Linked DNA regions of Sus scrofa: regions 2 and 3 are each linked to region 1. A link is a contact called in public HiChIP or PLAC-seq data. All regions are on one chromosome and are shown on one strand. The core of a region is the stretch at or near the end of the contact, and the rest is flanking DNA. Distances in the headings are between cores, read along the strand shown. Region 1 holds the start of RBAK (RB-associated KRAB zinc finger protein). Region 2 holds the start of DAGLB (sn1-specific diacylglycerol lipase beta). Region 3 holds the start of KDELR2 (ER lumen protein-retaining receptor 2).

The links. HiChIP or PLAC-seq counts read pairs in DNA pulled down with a chosen protein or histone mark.
Region 2: a contact with region 1 is called in an H3K27ac HiChIP or PLAC-seq map of alveolar macrophages. The contact joins the promoter of DAGLB here to the promoter of RBAK in region 1. A contact is called at or near these places in 1 of 5 promoter capture datasets (liver) and 1 of 2 datasets of contacts at active chromatin or transcription factors (alveolar macrophages).
Region 3: an H3K27ac HiChIP or PLAC-seq map of alveolar macrophages shows a contact between it and region 1. The contact joins the promoter of KDELR2 here to the promoter of RBAK in region 1. A contact is called at or near these places in 1 of 5 promoter capture datasets (liver) and 1 of 2 datasets of contacts at active chromatin or transcription factors (alveolar macrophages).

Annotation. Positions count from the first base shown.
Region 1 is chr3:4,437,802-4,441,647 of Sscrofa11.1, forward strand. It overlaps RBAK (RB-associated KRAB zinc finger protein), which reads right to left and starts at 2,142. Exons shown (of 5, transcript XM_021086052.1): 1 at 1,744-2,142; 2 at 332-386. The coding sequence starts at 370.
Region 2 is chr3:4,739,804-4,743,649 of Sscrofa11.1, forward strand. It overlaps DAGLB (sn1-specific diacylglycerol lipase beta), which reads left to right and starts at 2,079. Exons shown (of 16, transcript XM_021086077.1): 1 at 2,079-2,282. The coding sequence starts at 2,188.
Region 3 is chr3:4,714,675-4,718,520 of Sscrofa11.1, forward strand. It overlaps KDELR2 (ER lumen protein-retaining receptor 2), which reads left to right and starts at 1,977. Exons shown (of 5, transcript XM_021086076.1): 1 at 1,977-2,207. The coding sequence starts at 2,117.

The DNA.
Region 1 (3,846 bases), core at 892-3,391:
ATCTTTAAAACCCATGAGCAACAAAAATAGGTTCTTATTAGTCAACACAAATCACATAATGGATAGCATTTTCCTTTATCTCTAACTGCCAAGAACATCAGTGCTATTTGCAGCTCAACTTGAATAGCCCTGAAGTATCCTACTCCCTATAAATCGGACTTGTATTCAACCAAGTCTAAGTGCCCACCTACCCTTTAACAACTGTATTTTACACGATTGTCATAGTTTCTCTATTTCTACCTTTCCCTCTTAAAGCATGGACCTTTCTAAACCTCCTAAAATGCATTACAAAACAAAGTGGGGTAATAAATACACAGACAGGAAAACTCACCTGGGGTTCATTCATTTTCTGCTGCTCTTGGTAAAGCATAAGCTATCAAGTGGACCTAGAGAAAAGGAAGTAAGTGACTGTAATTATGAGTGACCTGGCCTGACTAAGCAGTAACTTCCTACAAGAAAACCACCCAAGAAAGCTCAATAAAATGACACCCTATGAATATGAACAGAGGCCAAAAGGGTCACACAGGAGAAATACACAACACAATCAGGTCACTGACATTACTGAATACAAACGATGACTCCATTAAATAGAAAGCGCCCCCCCCCCAAAAAAAATCCCCCTGTAACACTGCTTAACTATTTCCTTACTGCTTCTTTAAATTGCTTAAAATCAAGGAGTTCGCTGGTGCCCTAATGGTTAAAGATCTGGTGTTGTCACTGCTGTGGCTCCAGTCACTGCTGTGGTGTGGGTTCAAGCCCTGACCCTGGAACTTCTGCATGCCCTCGGCACAAGAACCTAAAAAATAAAAATAAAAAATAAAAAATAAAAAAAAATCGCTTAGGGGAGTTCCCGTCGTGGCGCAGTGGTTAACGAATCCGACTAAGAACCATGAGGTTGCAGGTTCGGTCCCTGGCCTTGCTCACTGGGTTAGGGATCCGGCGTTGCCGTGAGCTGTGGTGTAGGTTGCAGACGCGGCTCGGATCCCACGTTGCTGTGGCTCTGGCGTAGTCAGGTGGCTACATCTCCGATTGGACCCCTAGCCTGGGAACCTCCATATGCCGCAGGAGCGGCCCAAGAAATGGCCAAAAAAAAAAAAAAAAAAAAAAAAAATCGGTTAAAATCAAAGATTCCACAGGAACAGAGAATGTGAGCTCTCAAAAGTGGGATAACTGTGCATCAAAGCACAGTATTGTTGTGTACATTATCTGACTGAACTTGGCTACCTTGGCACTTTAAAAGTTTTTAATTAAGAAAACTCTAATACAGTGGACAGAACACTGGCCTGGAAGTTTGAGTCCTGTTACCAATCCCACCTACAGACCCGGTGACCTGGCACAAGAATCTCCCTTCTCATGCCCAATCTCCTCCACCCTCAACCGAGGAGGCAGGACAGATGCCTCGCAGACTCATCCTGCACCCCACTGTGTGGTTCTACAGGGCAGAACCCAGGGGAGTCAGCGGACACTTAGGTTACAGAACCAAGATGCTGATGGGCCTTTAGAGACCCGGCGGAATCCCGAGAGGACGGGAGGAGGAGGGGTGTGTAGCCCCCAATCCCCCAGGACACCCAGAACTCCCAAGTCCTAAGGGAGCGCCCATCTGGGACAGCCGCCCCCTCCATCTCCGGGTAGCGGTCAAACTCTCCCGCTCGCTCTCTTGGGTGGCCCGGGGAGAGCGCCCCTCAACCCCGCTTTGGCGTCAGGGTCGACCAATGCCCGGAGGCCCCCAGACGCAAGACTTACCCCCTGGGACTCGCTGACCCGCCCCGAGCTCCCGAGGCTCCGGGCCAGGGGCTGCCCCTCCGGCGAGCTCCTTTCCCTGGGTTCCTCCTCTCCGCCTCTGGAGGCCGCTGGGCCCGAAGGGCCGGTTCTGGGCCTACAACACAGGCTCCCTTCAGGCGAACTCCCTCCCGGAGCCCAAATCGGCCTTCGGGGGCCTCAGTGTGCCGCGTGCTGAAGCCGGTCGGCCCGGGCTCCGCCGCCCCTGCACCGCCGCCCTCCAGACTCCTCCGGCCCAGGCCGCAGGCCGGGAATCCTCGCCCGCCAGAGGCCAGAGACTGGGAACGAGGGACAGCTGTGACCTGGGCACCGACAGGAAGCGACTGCGGCGCGGCGCGGCGCGGCGCGGCGCTGGTGCGCGTGCGCGAACACGCACCCAGGGCGAGGCGCACAAACACAGCAGGGCGCCGGAAGTCCGCCTGGCAGGGCCCGCAGCGGGGAGCCAGACAAGCTCCAGGACTCTATTGCCCATAAGTCTCCGCTCCGTCAAGATAGGGAACGTCGTAAATGTCTTCACCTCAACTGGAGGTTAAGCGATGCTGTGCTGAGAGCATTGGCCTCCCGGACCAGGGAATCAGGGTCCCTTTAATTTAAGGGAACGTCTGTAATGTCACCTCTTCTCTAGGTGTCTTGCCTGATTGGGACCTGGTGCCCTAATCTTTTCCATACCTTGAGTATTTAAGGCTTAAAATCAGTAGCTACATACAAATATGATAAATAAAGGAAAAAGGGGCGTTCCCGTGGTGGCTCAGTGGTTAACGAATCCGACTAGGAACCATGAGGTTGAGGGTTCGATCCCTGGCCTTGCTCAGTGGGTTGAGGATCCGGCATTGCCGTGAGCTGTGGTGTAGGTTGCAGACGCGGCTCGGATCCCACATTGCTGTGGCTGCGGTGTAGGCCGGCGGCTACAGCTCTGATTGGACCCCTAGCCTGGGAACCTCAGTATGCCCCGCGAGGTGCCCAAGGAAAAACAAAAACAGTAATTCTTGTGTTGTTGTTGTTGTTGTTGTTGCTATTTCCGCTCAGGCATGTGAGTTCCAGGCTAGGTTGAATCGGAGCTGTAGCCACCGCCTACACCACAGCCACAGCAACGCGGGATCCCAGCCGAGTCTGCAACCTACACCACAGCTCGTGGCAACGAGCTAACCCACTGAGCAAGGGCAGGAACCGAACCCGCAACCTCATGGTTCCTAGTCGGATTCGTTAACCACTGCGCCACGACGGAATTCCCAAAACAGTAATTCTGTGTGTTCTTTTGTGCATGTGTGTTCACTTGCCAGGGATCAGTTCCAGGAAAGTACATCTCAGTTAGTTGTAACTGAGCAGGATCCTGTGTGGTCTTTCCTCAACAGCCCCTCTTCCCCACCCCACCCCACCCCACCCCAATGTCCTCTGCCTGCTTTGTAGTTGTTTGTAGAAAATCTTTAGCCTCCTTGGCCTTCCCCAAGTTGCAAAGAATAATTTTAAACCAAGAAGTGAGAAAATGCAAAAACAAAGGAAAACAGTCGTGTAAGACAAAATAATAATACTTTAGCCATTAAACAAAGTCAAGGACTTTATTTCCGCCTCAAAGGCTGTAGATAATATTCTGAGCCATATCATTTGAGCTATTTTGCAGATACTGAAGTCCCCACCAGGTGGAAGAAGCCAACTGTATGCTGCCCATAAGCATGTAAACCCCAGACCAAGTGGAATCAGAAAGGTGTTGATGTTGACTTCCAGTTACCTCACCACCAACCAGTCAGAAGAATGTCCGTGGGCTGATCATGCACCCCCCACAACACTCTCCTCAGCATGTAGCCCCTTCCTCTGTTTCCTACGTAATTTCTTAACAAAACCTGGGGAGGGGGGAGTTGGTTCTTTGGGACATGAGTCAACCTTCTCCCCAGGATTGCCAGCTTCTGCAATAAAGCTCTTTCCTTTTACCCAACACTTGTTTCTCAGTATTGGATTCTTTAACAATGAGCAGCTAAACCTGGGGTTGGTGACAGAGTCACCGTTCCTTCATTTTGAATTTTGGTTTATTATTTAGGTACCCATAGTACTTTCTTCCATTTTTTTTTCTAC
Region 2 (3,846 bases), core at 829-3,328, 300 kb after region 1:
TCCTAGCCTGTGAACCTCCATGTACCACGGGTGCAGCCCCTAAAGAGACCAAACAAACAAACAAACAAACAAAAAACCCAGGATATATGTGATCACAATCTTTTCTTTTCATTTTATGGCTTCACCTGCAGTATATGGACCCCTGGGCCAGGGGTCACATTGGAGCTGCAGCTGCAGGCTGTGCCATAGCCACAGCAATACCAGGTCCTCAACTGAGGGAGGCCAGGGATCTCAGCAACATCCTCACAGAGGCCTCTGCAAAGAGCTGGAGACTATGCACAAAGTGCAGCCCTGCAAGACCCTAAGCTGATGGGCCTGGGCTGATGGTTCAACAAGGTCACTCTAGCTGTTGCAGGGACAATGCACCATAGTGGGTAGTGGGAGGCAGAGCAGTGGGGAGGCCGGGCCAGGCACATCATGGAAGGGGGCTCGGACAAGGGTGGAGGGAAGTGAAGAGGCTGAGCAGTGGTCAGAACCTCTGCACTGTGGAAACGCCTGCCTGGGAGGAAGGGGTGGGCAGATCGGGCTACTCTCCACTCCTCAGCCCTGAGCTGCATGTGGCTCTGTAGCCAAAATGCAGCCTCTGTACACCGACACCAGTGAAATCTCAGAGACAAGGGTTTTGGGTGAAGCAGAAAGAACAGCATTATTGCTTTGCCAGGTAAAGGAGGATACAGCAGGCTAATGCCTCAAAACTGTGCCCTGCCTTGGGAGGGGATAGCAGGAGATTTTATAGGTTTATCTCAGAAGATAGGGTTATTGATTAAGGTGACTGTATTATTCTCCCTCCACAAATCATTTCAGAGTCGTGAAGTCCAGCGTCAGCCAGTCCCGTGATGCTTTCTGGTTGTCTTCGGAGTTATCGTTCCTTGACCTTTTCTCTGGAAAGAAAATTGCCTACAGGAAGGGATGTTAGGGCGTGTTTCAATTACAAAATAAATTGCTGGGGCGGAGGGGCGGAGTTCCTGTTGTGGCACAGCAGAAACTAATCCGACTAGGAACCATGAGGTTTCGGGTTCAATCCCTGGCCTCGCTCAGTGGGTTAAGGATCCTGCGTTGCGGTGAGCTGTGGTGTAGTTCGAAGATCTGGTGTTGCTGTGGCTTAAGCCACAAGCCGGCAGCTGTAGCTCTGATTAGACCCCTAGCCTGGGAACCTCCATATGCTGCGGATGCGGCCCTCAAAAGCAAAAATAAAACACTAGGGGCAATATAATTGAAGCAGAAATTAACCTATAGTAAAAGAAAGCAATTAAGCAAGGAAGAGATCATTTGTGAAAAGCTGGAGTCTAGGTACAATATAAAGTTAGTGAGCCAAGGCAGAGCGTGTAACATCGTGTCTCCATGTTGCTACAACGCTCATGTTTTTACTAATCATTAACTTTTTTTTTTTTACATAGAGTGTGGTTTTATTTTTTTATTTGCTTTTTAGGGCAGCACCTGCAGTATGTGGAAGTTCCCAGGCTTGGGGTCGAACTGGAGCTGCAACTGCCCGCCTCTGCCATAGCCACAGCAACGAGGCTCTGACCGGGTCCGCGACCCATATAGCACAGCTCACTTGCGACACCTGATCCTTAACCCACTGAGCGAGGCCAGGGATGCAGCCGGCATCCTCAAGGATGCTAATCAGGTTAGTTACCTCGGAGCCACAACAGGAACTCCCTAATCATTAACTCTTGAGTGTTCGAGACTGAGGGGAGGCCTGGGAGGCTAAAGGAAAAGACTTTTACTGCAAAACACAAGGACTTAGGGTCTGGTACACGGTTTCAGCTTCAGGCCCAGAACCAGGGAAGGGTCCCAAGTCCGCACTCCAGACGGTGGAAGGCAGACGGAGCAAGTGCATCACAGACATGCAGCCCCACAGACCTGGGTGTGAGCTGCAAATCTGCCACTAACTGCCTCTGGGCTGGCGACGCCCTCGGGCCAGGAAGAGTCCTTCTCTCCAAATGAAAACAGCTGAACCGATTTCACAGGTGAGAAGACGAAGGTCTCCAGCATTTTCCGGCCCAGCGTCTTCTGCGCAGGCGCAGAGTCCCTGCGGCGGCCCCGTGGGGCTCAGTGCGCGTGCGCTGAGTCGGGCGCCTGCGCGGAGTCCCGGTCCGGCGCCGGCGGAGACGCGAGGTCCCGGGGCTCTCGGTGGCTGCAGGCGCGCGGCGGGCTGGCGCGGGGCCGGGCGGCGGGACCCTCGCCATGCCGGGAATGGTGCTGTTCGGCCGGCGCTGGGCCATCGCCAGCGACGACTTGGTCTTCCCGGGGGTCTTCGAGCTGTTCCTGCGAGTGCTGTGGTGAGGACGGGGTGCGGTGCGCGGCCGGGGCGCCGGAGGGAGGGGGCCGAGCAGCCGAGGGCAGTGTCAGTGTCCCCGGACTGCGGGCCGGAGCCGGCCCTGCTGTCTCGCAGGTGGTCGTCTCCACTGTCCGAGGAGCGGGGTGCCATTCCTCTGCCCATTCATAGATGGCACCCTGAGGCCCAGAGCGGGTGGGCCGTGCGCGGGGTCACCAGGGTGGACCCGCCACCGGTTTGTCCGCGCTGCAGGGCCCCGCACGCCCACCCCCCAGCCCCTGCGTGCGGACCTGGGATCGCCCTCGAGCTGGGAGCAGCCGCCTGCTTCACTCCCGCGTGGTGCGTGGACCCGCACAGCCTCTTGTATCTGCCAAATGCAAGATTGGCAGTAACACCCTTCGTGCGGTTCTTAAGCCAGTTGCAGCTGATTGTGGCTGAATTCCATGATGGGCATACAGACCTAGCATTTTACATTGTAGTCTTTCAAAGTGTGGAATCCGTGAGAAGTAGAATCAGGTGCCCGAAGTCTGTCCCCAGAAGGTCTGAGCAAAGAGTAATAATGTTTAACTATTAATATTAAAAAAAAAGTAGATTTTGGAGGGGAAAAGAATATATAAAAACATGAAATGTTATGAGCTGCTTCTCAGTTGTTTCATGGCTTTCAGAGCCAAGTCTTTCCAGATCATTTCCTGTTATTATTTCTAGACGCAGTCATCATCCCCCCCAAATGACAAAAGCATAGGAAGTTACCCCATGAGTTCCTGCTGTGGCTCAGTGGGTTAAGAACCCAACTAGTATCCCTGAGGATTCGGGTTCGATCCCTGGCCTCAGTCAGTGGGTTAAGGATCTGATCTTGGGCAAGCTGTGGTGTAGGCCAGCGGCTGTAGCTGATTCAGCCCCTAGCCTGGTAACTTCCATATGCTGCAGGTATGGCCCCCTCCCCCCCAAAAGTTACCCTAATCCACTTCCCCTTCTGGCCAGTTTCTTAATATGGTGACCTTGCCCAATGGTGCTGTGCCTGCTGCTGAAATTATTCTTGTGAAAAGTCACTGTTGCATTGCTGGTGCTGTGTTTCATCGTTCGCACTGAGTTACAAAATATACTTAAATGGGTCCACAGTCCTTGTCCTTTCAAGTTTATCAGTATTCACCGCAGAACTTCTTTCCATAGCTGGGTTCCCATCCTCTTGTTTTGCACCACACACCACAGATTGCCATGTGTTTGTCAGTGTCTTATTAATTCACGGAGGTATGAATTCTCTTGTTGATAATTGAACAAGCATATACTTTGTTGGTTTACCAGGTGCCTCTCTTGGGGTTATGATGGGTCTGTGTTCCAGCAGTTCATGTTGTGCCGAGACCAGCTGAGCAGGATGGGGCTGAAGAACGGGTGCTGTGAAACTTAAGGAAAAAGTTAACATAAAACAAGACACAGAGACATTTATCTTAAGTAAAAGTGGGAACCAGGGGAACTCAAGGTCTCAGGGACCAAGAGCACAGCCTCAAGAAACCACACTGCTTTGATTGTGCTCTTTAGGGTGACGTCAAGTGAGAAGGGGGTTGTAGGTG
Region 3 (3,846 bases), core at 727-3,226, 280 kb after region 1:
ATCAGATTTGAGCAGCAGTTGTGACCTGTGCCGCAGCTTTGGCAACACCAGATCCTTAACCAGCTGTGCCAGAACAGGGATTGAACCTGTGTCTCAGTGCTCCAGAGGCACTCCTGATCCTGATGGGCCACAGCAACACTCAGATTTTATTTCCCTAATAGTTACATTTAAGACATCAGCTGCAGTTGCAATCATCTGAAGGCTTGACTGGGGCTGGGGTACTGATTCTGAGATAGCTCAGTCACATAGCTCTTGGCAGCTGGCCCCAGTTCCTTGCTGGCTATTTATAAGAAGACTCAGTTTCTTATCATGTGACCCTCTCCTTAGGGCTGCTTGAGTGTCCTCAGGGCCAACAGCTGGCTTCTCTCAGAGTGAATTATCTGAGAAAGGAGTAGGCTAGAATGCATTTTATGACTAGTTTTGGAAGTGATAATGACATCACCTCTGCCACATTCTATTTGTTAGATGTGAGTCACAAAGTCCAGCCCACATTCAAAGTTAAGGGAGGAGATTAAGCTCCCCCTCTTAAGGGAGGTGTCAAGTAACCTTCGTATCAAAACCATGCAATACGGAGTTCCCGTTGTGGCGCAGTGGTTAACGAATCCGACTAGGAACCATGAGGTTGCCGGTTCGATCCCTGCCACTTGCTCAGTGGGTTAAGGATCCGGCGTTGCCGTGAGCTGTGGTGTAGTGTAGGTTGCAGACGCGGCTTGGATCCCGCGTTGCTGTGGCTCAGGCGTAGGCCAGTGGCTACAGCTCTGATTAGACCCCTAGCCTGGGAAGGGAGCCAAGGGAGCGGCCCAAGAAATAGCAAAAAGACAAAAAAAAAAACAAAAAAACAAAACCATGCAATACAACAAGTGCCAACAAGCTAGTTGGTGTCATCAATCCAAAAGGCATGAAGTTAGTCCTTGTGCAAGAAAACGAAAGATGCCCTGAAAACGTGCAGCTTTTATTTATGTATTTTTATTTGTATTTTTTTGGCCACGCCTGTAGCATGTGGAAGTTCTCAGGTCAGGGATTGAACCTGCGCCATAGCAGTGACCCGAGCCGCAGCAGTGACAACACCAGATCCTTAACTGCTAGTCCACCAGGGAACTCCCCTGCAGCTTTTATATGAAATGACTTGACTGAGGTTTTTTAAGATGTGACAACAGTCCTAATAATTTCCATGCACCATGCACTCCAGGCACTCTCTATGGACGAGGTTTGAAATACAAATTACACTTTCAGCGATTCTGCACTGTCTTAAATGCTCTGATATTTGCGTGAAAAACTGACATTGTGTAATATAAAGACAAACGCTAAAAGTCATGATCATAATTTAAATTTTTTTCTTTAATTAGAATGACAATAAATAGCAAACAGAAAACAAGTCAGAGGGACTGCACAATAAAGGGGAAAGTTCTATATTTTAGTACATTTAACAGCACTTTCTCCTGCTTTTGACCTGGGGAACCCACGTTGTCATCTTGCACTGGGCCCCCTCAAATTCCGCAGCTCACCCTGTTTGTCAGCTTCATTCCCTCGGTAATTTCTTGTGCTTTATTTTCACATCCTTACAGACATGTTCGTTTTCTACCTAATTTTGCACTCTTTCTCAAAGAGCATCCCCAGAATGTTAAAATCTTCAGGCCCCCACATAAGCCATACCCTCCCAGCATCCACCATATCTTGAGCGATGCAATCACTAATTCCCCCCCCTTACACTTTTTCATGCAGTAAACCTATAGAGCTCTTAGGATCAGTGGTGGGGGGAAATTCCTCACAAGAGAATGTCATTTCAAAAATTAAAGGAAATCGTTGGTACCCGAGTGCAAGCCGGAAACCTGGCCGGGGGAAGTGGGCCAGAAATCGGGGTCCTGGGGAGGGAGCCCGGGAGCATGCGCTCCCGCAAGGCCTGTGCTCTGGCGCGTCCCCTTTAAGGGGCGGGGCCGGGGCGGGGCTGGAGGCCGCCCGCTCTCCCAAGCTGCCCCGCGCGCGCGCGCGCCGGCAGTTCGGCCACGTCCCTGGCCACGTCGCGCCCGCTCTCGCCATCTTTCGCCGCTTCCTCTTCGGGGCTGCTGCAGCTGCCTGAGCCGCCGAGCCTGGGGCCACCGCGCCGACCGCCGTCGCCATGAACATCTTCCGGCTGACCGGGGACCTGTCCCACCTGGCGGCCATCGTCATCCTGCTGCTGAAGATCTGGAAGACGCGCTCCTGCGCGGGTGAGCGGCGGGCGAGGCCCTGGAGAGGCTCGGGCGCGGGGCCGGGTCGCTGGGAGGACCCGGCGACCTCGGCTGTCCCAAGCCCGCGGGCCTGCGCCGACCCGACACACCCCCTCGGCGGGCCTGGCGGGCGACCGGGCCGCGCAGGGTGGGGGGATTCTGCGGCCCCTCGGGGTGGGAGCGCAGGGCCGGGCGAGGTGTGGCGGCGCTGGGCCAGTCTCTGCTCTCGGTCGGCTCCCGAACTTGAACCGTCCGGGAGGGGGAGGCGCCAGGTGGACAGCGCGGGGCCTTGTTCTATCTGAAAAGTTGGGATCGGGGCGGGGGTCCGGCCGGCGCGCCCCCGGCCCTCGGCTTCATTGGGCGCTTCTCCGAGCGCCTAGAACGGGGGTCTCGAGATGCGCGGAGCCGGCGGATCAATGGGACGCGCGGGAGGAGGATGGGCAGGATCTCGGCGGCTGGGCCTGACGTGGCAGCTTCCCCAGCCCGGGAGGTGGAGCGGGCGCGGGGAGAGGTCACCCCGCTCCCCACCCTGCACCCTCGAGGACTGGCCTTTAGGCCAGGGTGTCCGGGCAGGCCTGTCCCTAGTGTCCTGAGTCTGGGCTTCGCCCCAGCTCTCGGGTGCAGGATCGCGCTCGCCACAGGAGGAGGAGGTATGGGGAGGTCTCTAATCGAATTTCTTGGGCAGTTAATGCTGCTTTGAGGAACGAACCAGTTTGTCAAACTCCGAGTGTCTCCCTCTAATAACGGGTTCTCTTAAACCTGCGGCGGGGCGCCGGGTACGGCAGAGGTCTCTGTGGTCTCCTGTAATTCCTCACTCCACGTCACCAGTGAGTTGGCGGCTCCCCCTTGGGGAGTACACATTTCATGCTCACATTGCTGGAAGGCAGTGAGACACTTCTTCCCCGGATAGTAGTGGTGTTTTACCTTCCATTAGCTCCAAAAGCTTAAGAATGGAGAATTTTTAAATAATTTCTTAAAATGCAATGTCTTCCTTAAACATATTTTTGATGCCACGGCCTCAGTATAACAATGTCTGATGAATTAATTAAGTTTTGTAAACAGTAAAAGATGGAATCCCAAGGGACCTGGGTGGCAGAGATAGATACAGTTTACCTACTGGGCTTCTCAACATTTTTCATCTCTAAAGTTACACCCCCCCCCCCATCTTCGACTGCTGTCTTCAGGCCTCACCTATCTCCCTGGAATATAGCTGAGATCCAGGAAGTAAGCAAAACCAAAAAAGACCTTTGAGCAATCAAAATGGATGTGACAAAGTCCATGGACTGAAACCAGCGTGTTTGACTTGGAGGTGATCTCTCAATTTACACATAGTTCTCAGGAGCTCAGGTTTCCAGTGACAGCATCGCAATTTCAGTAATTTTGATAGCTGATATTTAAGCGCTTGTTATGTACTAGGTAGTGAGCTAAGTGCCTTATATGGCTTAGCCAGCGTAGTCCTGGAAATAACCTGACGGGGCAAGTGCCATTGTCCCCATTCTGTGGACAAGGAAACTGAGTCTTAGAAAGAGAAAATTAGTGGTAGGGCCAGGATTGGAACACAGGTAATCAGGATTTAAATAAATATCTATTTGGCCTAAGTAATTTTGGTTTAAACATTTGATGCCAGGTCAGTAATTTA